Regions from separate parts of the Drosophila melanogaster genome. Here region 2 is linked to region 1. Evidence: chromatin contacts called from public Hi-C data. All regions are on one chromosome and are shown on one strand. The core of a region is the stretch at or near the end of the contact, and the rest is flanking DNA. Distances in the headings are between cores, read along the strand shown. Region 1 holds the start of Zip99C (Zinc/iron regulated transporter-related protein 99C). Region 2 holds the start of Chchd3 (Coiled-coil-helix-coiled-coil-helix domain containing 3).

Region 1 (5,208 bases), core at 950-3,449:
TGACTGTTTCACGCTTTTATTGTTATTCTACTGTATTTGCCCTTTAAAGATTCGCAAAACAACAATAGCAAAGAGAGTCTTCTTGTTCAGATTCAGGTTTCTTTTAAATTAGTCGAAAATCGCTACTAGGAAGCCACTCAAGTTTGCTTTTACGGTTTGATCAGATGAGTAAATAATTCAATTTCGGCACAATAACTCGGGATTATCTGTTTAGCTGTTGCACTAATTGCTGTGTTTCTTGGGCGAGCCTTCACTGAAAAGACAGTTCAGATTAATTCCGGGAATCCTGTCAATTACACTCAGATAGTTAGTTAGTTATTCACGAATATGGCGAATCGCACAAGTACTTAATAAACATAATGTGGCACTATTTTGCTGGAAGACTAGAGGACAATAGATTCTTCTGCGATTTAAAGTTGATTTGTGGCGTGAGGTATTTGTATACTGCCAACTGTTAACACAATACCAGTAAACTATATCACACTTGAGCGTTGCTAATGCGGAAATTTATGCTCCAAGCTCCACAATTCGTGTGTTATCGCGTCGGTAACTGAGCTCGTTGTGGTGCAATTATCGTCTTCTTCGCCTTCTTATAGATGAATTGAAAAGAAAATATAAACAGGGGACTCCAAAGCTCGTGCTATAAATACAATTTGGCGTAAAGATGCAATTAAAAGAGTTGCTAGCTCGCCAATCACTTGTGAATCATTATTGTCGCCAGTAGGGCCGCAAACTTTTGAATGGATCATCAAAATGGCAGAGATTATTTTGCACGCTGCACTAAAACTGGGACATGGCGTAGTGAACATGCTTTGATTATCAATCAAAACGTGCGGGGCAAACAATCCGAATGAGAAACTTGGTCCCTTGGGTGATAAGGAGTGTGCCCGAGCAGATATAAAGAAAGTATAGATAAAGGGAATTCATCAACAAAGAATATTAAAGTGTATGGCATGGGAAAAAGGAAACTTGGTACATTCCCGAGTTTTAATCGAGCTTCAGCTTTGCTGCACTAGTCATAAATAGATTTGTCACCCTTGTAAATCACCTAGAACACCGAAGAAAGTTCTTTGTTCCGATCAGGGTACTATGTGCATATGTCTACACCCACAACCGAGCACTGAGTATCACATGGCTTTGAGTTTGATTAACCAGCATACGGAGAAGCAAACCCTTCGATTCTACATTATTAATAAACAAGATTGAAGCCGCGAAACCAGTTTGCCAAACAAGTTATCATTGTATTGTTGTTCAACAAAGTCTAGTCCATTTGTTTTTCTATATACATACATACATATATGTACCGCTGATAAAACGCAATACGCTCAATATGATTATAGTGTTCAGAGCACAGATTCGAGATTAGATTGAGTACTGTTCAAAATTACTCAAATATGGCCGCTATTAGTGACGTGCAGATGATAATCTTACACTAGGTTAGTTATGCGGCATATCAAGAGATCTATGCGGAAGTTGGAAGTTTGCTCAAAAGAAGTATCGTATCATGTACTTCTAAAAATTCAACACATTTTTCGAAAACGTCTCTGATGCTTTTATTTGAAACCGCACGATAAAACAATGGAATTATCTACAGAGAAACATATGTACTTTGTACATAACTGATAAGCAACACCAGCTGAGTCGATTTAAGCACTTATGTTTTCATCTTCTAGATCCTACATTCATGCATATAGTATATAGTTTTAATGGATTAGGATCTCTTTCACCACAAAGCGAAATGTCACATAATCATTAGGTGGCTGCCATTAAATACCAGACTTTGTCTTCGAGCCCGATTTCAGATAATCGGTTGGGATGGGTGTGCAGTTATTTTTACCGTTATTCAGCTGTAACAGGAACGGGTTAACGTGCTCTTATCACTTTTATAGCAGGGAATAAAACCCGAAACTTTCGATTTTTGCAGTGGCGAAATTGTATGATAAATTACTTTTCTATTGCGTAGTAGCGATCATTGGCACCCGATGCTTTTTTTACTGCGAAGTAATTGCGTGAATTTACGTTTATTTCGCCCGGGCTCTGCGTGGGTTAAACGTACGCCTGGCCTCGCCTAACTCGAAACACGGGCTTAATGTTGATGTCGTCGCTCCGCGCGTCGCTTCACTAACAGTTACAAGCTCGCCAAAAACACATGCATTTATACATTTGTTTACTTTGTTCGAGGGCCGTGCGGAAAATACAATAACAAAGCAATATGGTGCATTTCGATAGCGGTGGCAGTCCACAATCAAAAATGTCGGTTATCGATAACAGGTTGAATTTTATCTTAGCAGAGATCCCAACAATGGTGGGGGAGCTTGATATCAGCTGTGTGACTACCAGTGATCGATAATTAAATACCATAGTAAAATTAGGCACATATATGTAGAAATCCGACTTATGTAGAAAATATTTAAATGCCCCCTATTGCCTCAAATACGTTATTTTCAAAGCGAGATGTAGGAAATTAAAAATTTTGTATATATATATTTTCGATTTAATATTGGAATATAAACATAAAACATTAGGTTTTTGTATAAATTTAATACAGTGTATAAATTTAAAATACGCGCGGACTCTCGCCGCATTTTTGCGTGTCACGAGCAAGCACGACCAATAGCCCATCGCTAGTTCAATCGATTGCTTATTAATCATACTTGACGCAATCGAAATCATTATTGCATCTTTGACACCACTAGTATTTACGCGTATCAAGCGTAAAAACTCAATTAACAATTGATTAGGAACTAAATTAGCAGTATAATTATGTGTAATAAAACGCAGGCGATAGCAACATGTTAAATGCAGTGCATTCAGCGCTAGTGCGGCAGCGAGTGACGTCACACGAGTAGAAAGCAACAAAGCAACAACAACAAAAGACAGTGGGGCGCCGCAGCAACAAAAGGGAATCAATAACAAAAAACCATAGAGAAAATCGTAATTTGGTGGATAATTTGCATACGATTGGGTGGTTAGATAACGCCGACAACCCATCACAAACGCACAAATCACGAAATGAGTAAGCTGGAAACGGATTCGGACAGTTCAGAGGAGTTTTTCGATGCCGAGGACACTACGCCCAATCGCCATTCGACTTTGTGGTAGGTTCTTGTGGCTTACCCCGTAAAAATGTTTAATTAATCCCTGGCCATTTCAGTCGAAAGCTGCCGCCCGAGGTGGCCCAGGAGTTCATCTTTCCCGAGCCCGCCGTGAGAGTGAATGCCGCCGCCTCATCCGACAGCGATGCTACGCCCATTGGCGCTGGAACGCCCGCCACCCGGAGTCCCACTAATAGCCTGGGTGCCCGGCTAAAGCCGCAGGATGCAGGGGTCTTCGTTGAGCCCAAGCCCGTGATAGGACCTGTAAGTGAATGGGGTCCACATGGAGTGCTCTTACTTCCGTTTTGCTAGACCCAGTTATGATGTCATCTACTAGGGTAACGATCCATCATCAGTGGCCTTGGAACACCATTCCCACGTGTGAAAGCCCTCATTCAGCTCATATGTCTGGTGGTGTAATTTGTAGAAGGTTTACTACCATGTGAAGCTTAAATTTATGGCTAAATTTTTAAAGCGGTTAAAAACTGCGCTCTGTCCAATGTCTGTGATCATCATGTGCAGTTTTTTCATTTATTTTGTTCTATTTTAAACACTAGTGGATGAGATATATGTACAATATTAGGAACCATTCGTTTGGTAAAGCAAGTATATTTTTATGTTTAGGTCTTTATTATTGTTGTTCCTTATCTTTCCACATATAGATGGTCATATACCTACCATTTCGCGCCAACTTCCCATAGTTATTATCAATGCTCACAGCCATACATTTCTCAACCGCTCCCTTAGCGACATTTAAAAACTGTCACTGCCTTAGAAATTGATTAAAAACCGATATGATACGGTTTATGGAATTTACCTAGTCTTAATTAGCAAGAGAACATTTATTTCAAGGTGTAAAGATAATGGCAGGTTTTGAGGTACTGCATTTACCCCTATCACACGTTTTGCATCATCACTGAAAAAATTCGTTCATGATTACTTAGCAGTTGCACATCTGCCAACCTATGGCCACATTTGTTGTTTCATTTTTCATAATCCTGGGCAGGTGAACTGCAATTTTTTAGAATTGGGTGATTTTTAGTTCTTAATAGCCAAAAAGCACAATCTAATGAACAAAAACCAAATCACCCCCTTAATTTTGTGTCCATATTTGTGTTCTTTACTTTCATATTTTCTCCGCCTCATTTCGTAAATCCAACGAATAAAAAACAATACTCAACTTAAAAATGGAAACCAACTTAAACTCGAATCTCTACCAATGTTAATATGCATACGTTAAAAAAAATGACATAAATATATCGCATATAGTTGGGTAGACAGCGCTTTCACGAACTACGTCAGTGCATGCAAAACGATGAAGATGATAATCCAGGAAATACACTCACACCTGATTCTCAGGTATACATTTTTGTAATCTAGCCTGTTTGCTCAGCTTTCCGTTTGCCCAGCTTACCCACGTGTACTTATGATTTAAATTAAACTTGCAGAATAGCTCAACGGATGGCATTTTTACCAACCGTTCGACGCATCCGTTTAAGGTCATTGAGACAGATGCGATGAGCATACAGAGCATGACATCACTGGGTCGCGTGGGCCGAATCTTGGCGGGCAGCATTGATCCATCTGGTGAGTAGAAATCAGTATTTTCACGAAAACATAGCAGCCACTGACACTCTTAATTCATTTGCTTCAAGCTATAAGCATAGATCGCGAGTCCCTGGCCTCGTTGAATGCGCAACAGCAGAAGCAGCAGGCGCAGCAGCAACAACAGGCGCAGCCTACATCGTCTACCAGCTCCAATACTCCACCGAGCGTTGGAAACACCTCTTCCGGGATGAGCACGCCCAGGGTGTCGCCCAAGCATCAGCAGAGTGGTAAGGAAGTAGCCGCCACCACGACAGGGATTCCTAGTGCCGCATCCTCCGCGCAGAGCTCTGGTGTTGGCTCGATGGTTTTGCAGGAACCAGATGTGATAGCAAGCACAAAGCTTGCCCAGTCTAAAACTACTGATTCCATCACCTCGTCGGGACCCGTGGCGCCACCGCGAAGAAAGAAGAAGTCTCGTAATTGCTCCATCAGTTCCTCAGATCAGTATAGTCTTCCTCCTGCGGACAACGAAGACACTGATAGTGATACGCGGTCTGTGAAGAGT
Region 2 (5,208 bases), core at 777-3,276, 1.2 Mb after region 1:
ATCCCATGTTCTACGAGACCATCTCGTATGCCAATGGTAAGCTAGACCTTAGCATTATCAGAATTTTCTGGTAAAACAAACTTTGAATGTTTTCAGGTCCTGGCTATTGGGATCACTTGGCGAATGACTCCAGACCTCAGAACAGCTCCAACATGTGGATGCCCCTGAAGCATTTTACCGCTGAGGAGCGGGCTGCTCCCACTTATCGCCACTTGGCGACGGTTCCCAGAAAGGACGAAACGCACGGCGGCGAGGATGTGGCTGTCTTTGCATATGGACCTGGTTCCAGTTTGATTCGCGGGGTCTTCGAGCAGAACTACTTGGCCTATGTGATGAGCTACGCGGGCTGTTTGGGTCCTGCCAAGGACTTCGATGACTCCTGTGAGGATCACAAGGATGGGCAAAAGGATAGGCCGCTGGACAAACCCAATCCAAAGAGAAATGGCGCCACTGTTGTGGGAGCCTCCTTGATCCCCATTTTGACTGCTGCCACTGCGGCTATTTTGCGCGGTCGCGGGCTGTAATTAATGTTGTTTTAAATATATTAATTGTTATTAAAGTTTATAGACGTACGGATGGCTTCGTTGAATGAGAGAGTGAGCGAGATGGAGGAGTGATCGTTGCAACTTAACAAATAGATACACTGAAAAATATGCAATGTTTTTTATTTTTGTCATGGTAAACTTGAATAGAATATCCCGGCCATAAAAACGTCGATGGATTGATTCATTTAAGTTAGTTTACTATCGCTCGCAATGACACTTTTGCTTAAGTTTTGAGTACATCCCCATCGATCGCTCAATCGTTTATACAAAACCCATAAGGGGCCTCAAAGAAAAGTCAACAAATTAGGACAAAAGGATTTGCCAGGATCCTAGGCCGCCTTGGCAGGAACGGTGGCCTTGGAGGTCACTTTCGACGACTCTGGTTCCGCATCCAGCTTCTGGACGCGATGAAGATCGATGCACTGTCGGAATTGGGCCACCTCCTCAATGCACTTCAAGGTCTCCCCGGGATGCGCGCGGTAGCAGGCAAGCAGCTGGGATTTCAGGTCCTGGCAGGGAGGCACTTTGTGCGACGACGCGGTGCTGACGAATCGCTTGTGCACATTTTCTACAGCATTGGCGTACTCCTTCTCCAGGATGGTGTTGGTCTTCTTGAGGTTCTCCTCCAGCTTCGCCATGCGCTCCTTCCACAGCTCGTCATTCTTGATTAGCTCCTGGTTCATCTGGCGCTGCACATCGGCCGCGCTAATGGTGTGTCCTCCTCCCTGGACGTAAATGGGCACTGCAGCGGGATAGGAGGATACTTTCGGAGCAGGAGAAGCAGCTGGCGAGGATGCGGCTGGCTTGGCGGCAGCCTTCGTCGTTGGCTTGGGCACTGGTTTCGATTCCTCCGCAGCGGCTGCGTGCTCACGAGCTGAATTGGACAAGATATAAATCAATAGTTTAATGAAAAAAACATACAAATAGGAATGGAAACTAGCCAATGAAACCAAAACTACACCCTTTCAAGTGCGTTTTTTTTTTGTGAACAAGATAGAAGAGCCACTCTCTACAACTTGCTGCTGTTCTCGTTAACGAGTTTCCACTGTGTTTGGCGTAAACATTTGCCCGTTTTGACAATTGTTGCATAACACCGAGCAGAGTGAAATGGTCATTTCCGGATATAACTCCACAATGCCATTGGATTGCTTACCCTGCTGGGATATTCCCGCCTTCAGTCGCTTGACCACATCGTCGGATATATCAATAACGCCGGCAGGAGTTGGGTTTTCCATTGAAACGGTTCGGGGCTCGCGGGATTGAGACTGTCGGGCTCCCATCTTTGAAGTTCCTCTAGCTGCTGTTCGTGGAGCAAAACCTGGAATATCGGCAATTGGTTAATCGGTGTCAAGTCTTCGCAAGCTCATGCATCGCTTCGATCTGTTTATTTCGGCCTTACCCTTTTCGGTGAAAAACTACAGGGCCAACCCAACAAAAATAAGACGTGCTCAGAGTGACCTTAAAGCGCAAGCACGAAAAAGACGCAAAACAGCTGACCGGTAGAGTAGCCAGATTGTTCGACCAGGGCTGGTTGTTTTTGTATATTGGCGTTGCCAGATTATCGAATATTCAAATCCTTCACTTAAGAAACCTTCATTTACGGTGGAATTTAGCTCCACAATTTCCCCCAACTTCTGTTTGACAACACAATAAGCAAATCTGATGAGTCGTGTTATTATTGTTTAAGCTTTTTAATGCCTCGTTCGTAATTGTTATTGTGAATGGTGGTGTGGCTTATTTAGTAGCTGCTTTTATTCTGTTCACACATACATATTCCATGTTCGGTTTAATTCGAAATACTTGCTAATTACATAAATGTGGCCTTATCGTGCACTTATCGATACATCCGTCGAATTCCGATCCAACGTACTTTTGAAATGTTTCATGAACCGCTTCGATTTCGATTTCGATTTCGTTTGTGGTTATTTTGTATTCCATATCACTGGTGGTTTATTTTTAATGATTTTCTCTCATATCGCCCATGATACACTCGAACTCGATCCAATTAGTATAATTAGTTATTAGTTCAAAATTCTATTCTCAATATACATATACAGTTAATTATACAAAACCTTCGAAATTACTATGTTCTCAATTTGTTAGTTTCTCTATTTCGCTTATGCTGAATGGACTGCTCGCTCATACAAGATCATTTAGTTCTCCATTTCTAGTGGCTCATAATCGCTATGAATCAGTTTGTCGGGCTTCGATTTCGTTTCTTTTCTATCAATAAAATGCTAATGGTTTAGGTTTAGTACTCTGTATGCTAGGAGGAAAATCACACATATGTATATATTTTAATTTTATACTTTTGGGGTTCGGATATTATTCTTATGTACACTCATCACTAGGTTCTCAATTCTCGGTTTGGGGAGGAGGATTGGGGCTTCTCCACGGTCGCGGATCCCCTAATCTGAATGCGCTATATGGTCGTGTTTACAAGGTTGGTCGTTTGCAAGGCGTGCGCTTCGAATGGAGTTGTGTTCGAAAAATAAAAGTAAAATGACTGAAACAAACCGATTAGAAAACAAAACAATTTGTAAGAAATATCACGTAATGTACTTTTATTTAAGTTTTAGTGGCTTCTGCGTTCAGTGATCCGATTTGTGTTTTGCATTTCTTTGATTTGTTAGTTCTTAGCCAGCCGATCGCTGTGGGGTTTACATGTTTACGTGTTCTCATAAGATATAGTTTATATTAATGTATATTCATATTTTTACCCATTCATTATCTCTTGGCGCATTTAGAATTTAAGTTTTTTTTTTGCATTTTCCTTTTTTATTTTACGGTTTGGTATTACTTATAAACAAATTTCATATTATAGCTATAGTTTATTAGCTAGCGTTGTGTAACTTTCCTCCGCAGGGCCATTACTTACATTGTTAAATCGAAACGTTAATGCAATTGTTTTGTTGTGTATGTCTAACGCAATTTATATGCTCTCTATCTTAGTTACATGATTTTGTTGCGTAAACAAAGGGCTGCCCCAACTCCCAGCTCCCACATCTCGCATCCCATTTGCCCACCGCTCGGGAAATGCGCGCTTAAGTGTTTAAAAATCGGAAAGATATATATGAACACAGGCAGCAAAGTGCAGACCACGAAAGTATATATATATATATATATATATATATATATATATATATATATATATATATATATATATATATATAAATATATATATATAGATAGGGGAGTAGGCGGTACAGAAGGTTACATAATATAACATAGGAGGGCCTTATAAGTCAGAGCGTTGCTTAAAGCTAGAGAACTGCACGTGGTAATCGCAATCATTTTACCATCAACTTAGGTTACAATGTGGGTGCCTTGCTGTGTGGCATATGCTTTTGTATGGATTGGATTCGCTAGAGCTAGAGCCTATAGTCTAGGGTTAGGGACACTCGCTGAACGCGGTGTCCTTTGTTTCTTTTACACAAATATTACACTTACAATCGAGTTATTATGTGTTCATGATCGGTTCTGCATGTTCTGCCTGATTTGGTCTGGGACTTCAAGTTAACAAAGAAAAAGTTGAGCCGGCCAAGAGCAAATAGTCAAATGCAAAACAGAATTAAATGCCTGCGTGTCCTGCTAACCCTCCTCCCAAACCCTTCCGCGGACCCCTAATCAACCGCCGATCTATTGGCCAATCTTCAGGCAGGGATCTCAAATCAATTGAACAGTGCGGTTTGTTGCAGTTTCTTGCAGCCAGGTTGCAATCGTTTATGTTCTAATAGTATAAATTAAATTAATCATAGGCTAGTTAATTAATAATAAGCGCGCTCAACGTTCTAACATCTGGGAGCAGAAACCAAAATGTCAAAAAACAAACGAAAATGTACACACAAAAAAAGAAAAGCGCTGCGCTTTGCTATGCTCTGCTCTTCTTCTCTCACTGCTCTTGTCCTCCGTTTCTGGCAGGGACCTGGTCATCCTGCCGCTTGGATACATTCAACGTGTTTTACCGCATATATAAAGCAAGTATTATATATATTAGGTATATATAACTATATATACTACATGTATAGTTTGTTGAGTTCTGTTGTTGTTTGTCTACTGTGTCGTGTCCAGCGTCGCAACCTAAACGATAAAATATTATTTGGCGTTCCCCACGCCACCGCCCCCTCCGCCGCTCGGCATACCGCCTACGCCCACTCCACCGCCGCCACCACCGCCTCCCTGCCGCATCCGTATCGAAGGCCGACGCTCCGGCGTGTCGTACGGCGGTCTCGACGAGTTGGTGGCCGCCATCGAGTCGTCCATGTTGAGTCCGTTGCCGCCGATCAGTTGGCTGCCGTTACCGCCTCCATTGCCGCCCAGCATCGCCAGCGTTTGGCCGCCCTGGAGTTGCTGTTGCGCTGCACTGCCTCCTCCGCCACCCAGCGCCGCATTGACCTTGTGCTGCTGTTGTTGATGCGAGGAGGCGGCTGCCGCTGCTGCCACCGCCGCTGCTGCGGCCACCGCATCATGACCCGCCTGGCCGTCCGCTCCGTCCTGCGCCTGCTGAATCGCCTGGGGATTGCGAGGTCCGCCAAACTTAAGCAGGTTCCAGTCAAACACATAGTCGTAAGTGAAGCCCAAACGGTGGAACAAGTTGCGGAAGAGTTTGCGCAGGTGGCAGTAATCGGGACGCTGGTCGAAATGCATCTGGCGACAGAAGTTC

What was found. A called contact is a pair of places that touch in the nucleus more often than the background predicts.
Region 2: a Hi-C map of the Kc167 cell line shows a contact between it and region 1, with 2.4 times the contacts expected there. A contact is called at or near these places in 4 of 107 Hi-C or Micro-C datasets (the Kc167 cell line, the S2 cell line and embryo).

What each region holds. Positions count from the first base shown.
Region 1 is chr3R:29,866,696-29,871,903 of dm6, forward strand. Zip99C (Zinc/iron regulated transporter-related protein 99C) reads right to left here and starts at 2,200. Exons shown (of 6, transcript NM_170444.3): 1 at 1,838-2,200. It overlaps CG34133, which reads left to right and starts at 2,670. Exons shown (of 11, transcript NM_143485.3): 1 at 2,670-3,098; 2 at 3,155-3,359; 3 at 4,365-4,454; 4 at 4,544-4,682; 5 at 4,751-5,208. The coding sequence starts at 3,013.
Region 2 is chr3R:31,051,889-31,057,096 of dm6, forward strand. Chchd3 (Coiled-coil-helix-coiled-coil-helix domain containing 3) reads right to left here and starts at 2,027. Exons shown (of 3, transcript NM_143581.3): 1 at 1,945-2,027; 2 at 1,699-1,863; 3 at 728-1,419. The coding sequence starts at 1,825. The coding sequence ends at 875. It overlaps dco (discs overgrown), which reads right to left. Exons shown (of 4, transcript NM_001276203.1): 4 at 2,197-5,208. The coding sequence ends at 4,641. Alp4 (Alkaline phosphatase 4) reads left to right here. Exons shown (of 4, transcript NM_079862.3): 3 at 1-36; 4 at 97-652. The coding sequence ends at 524.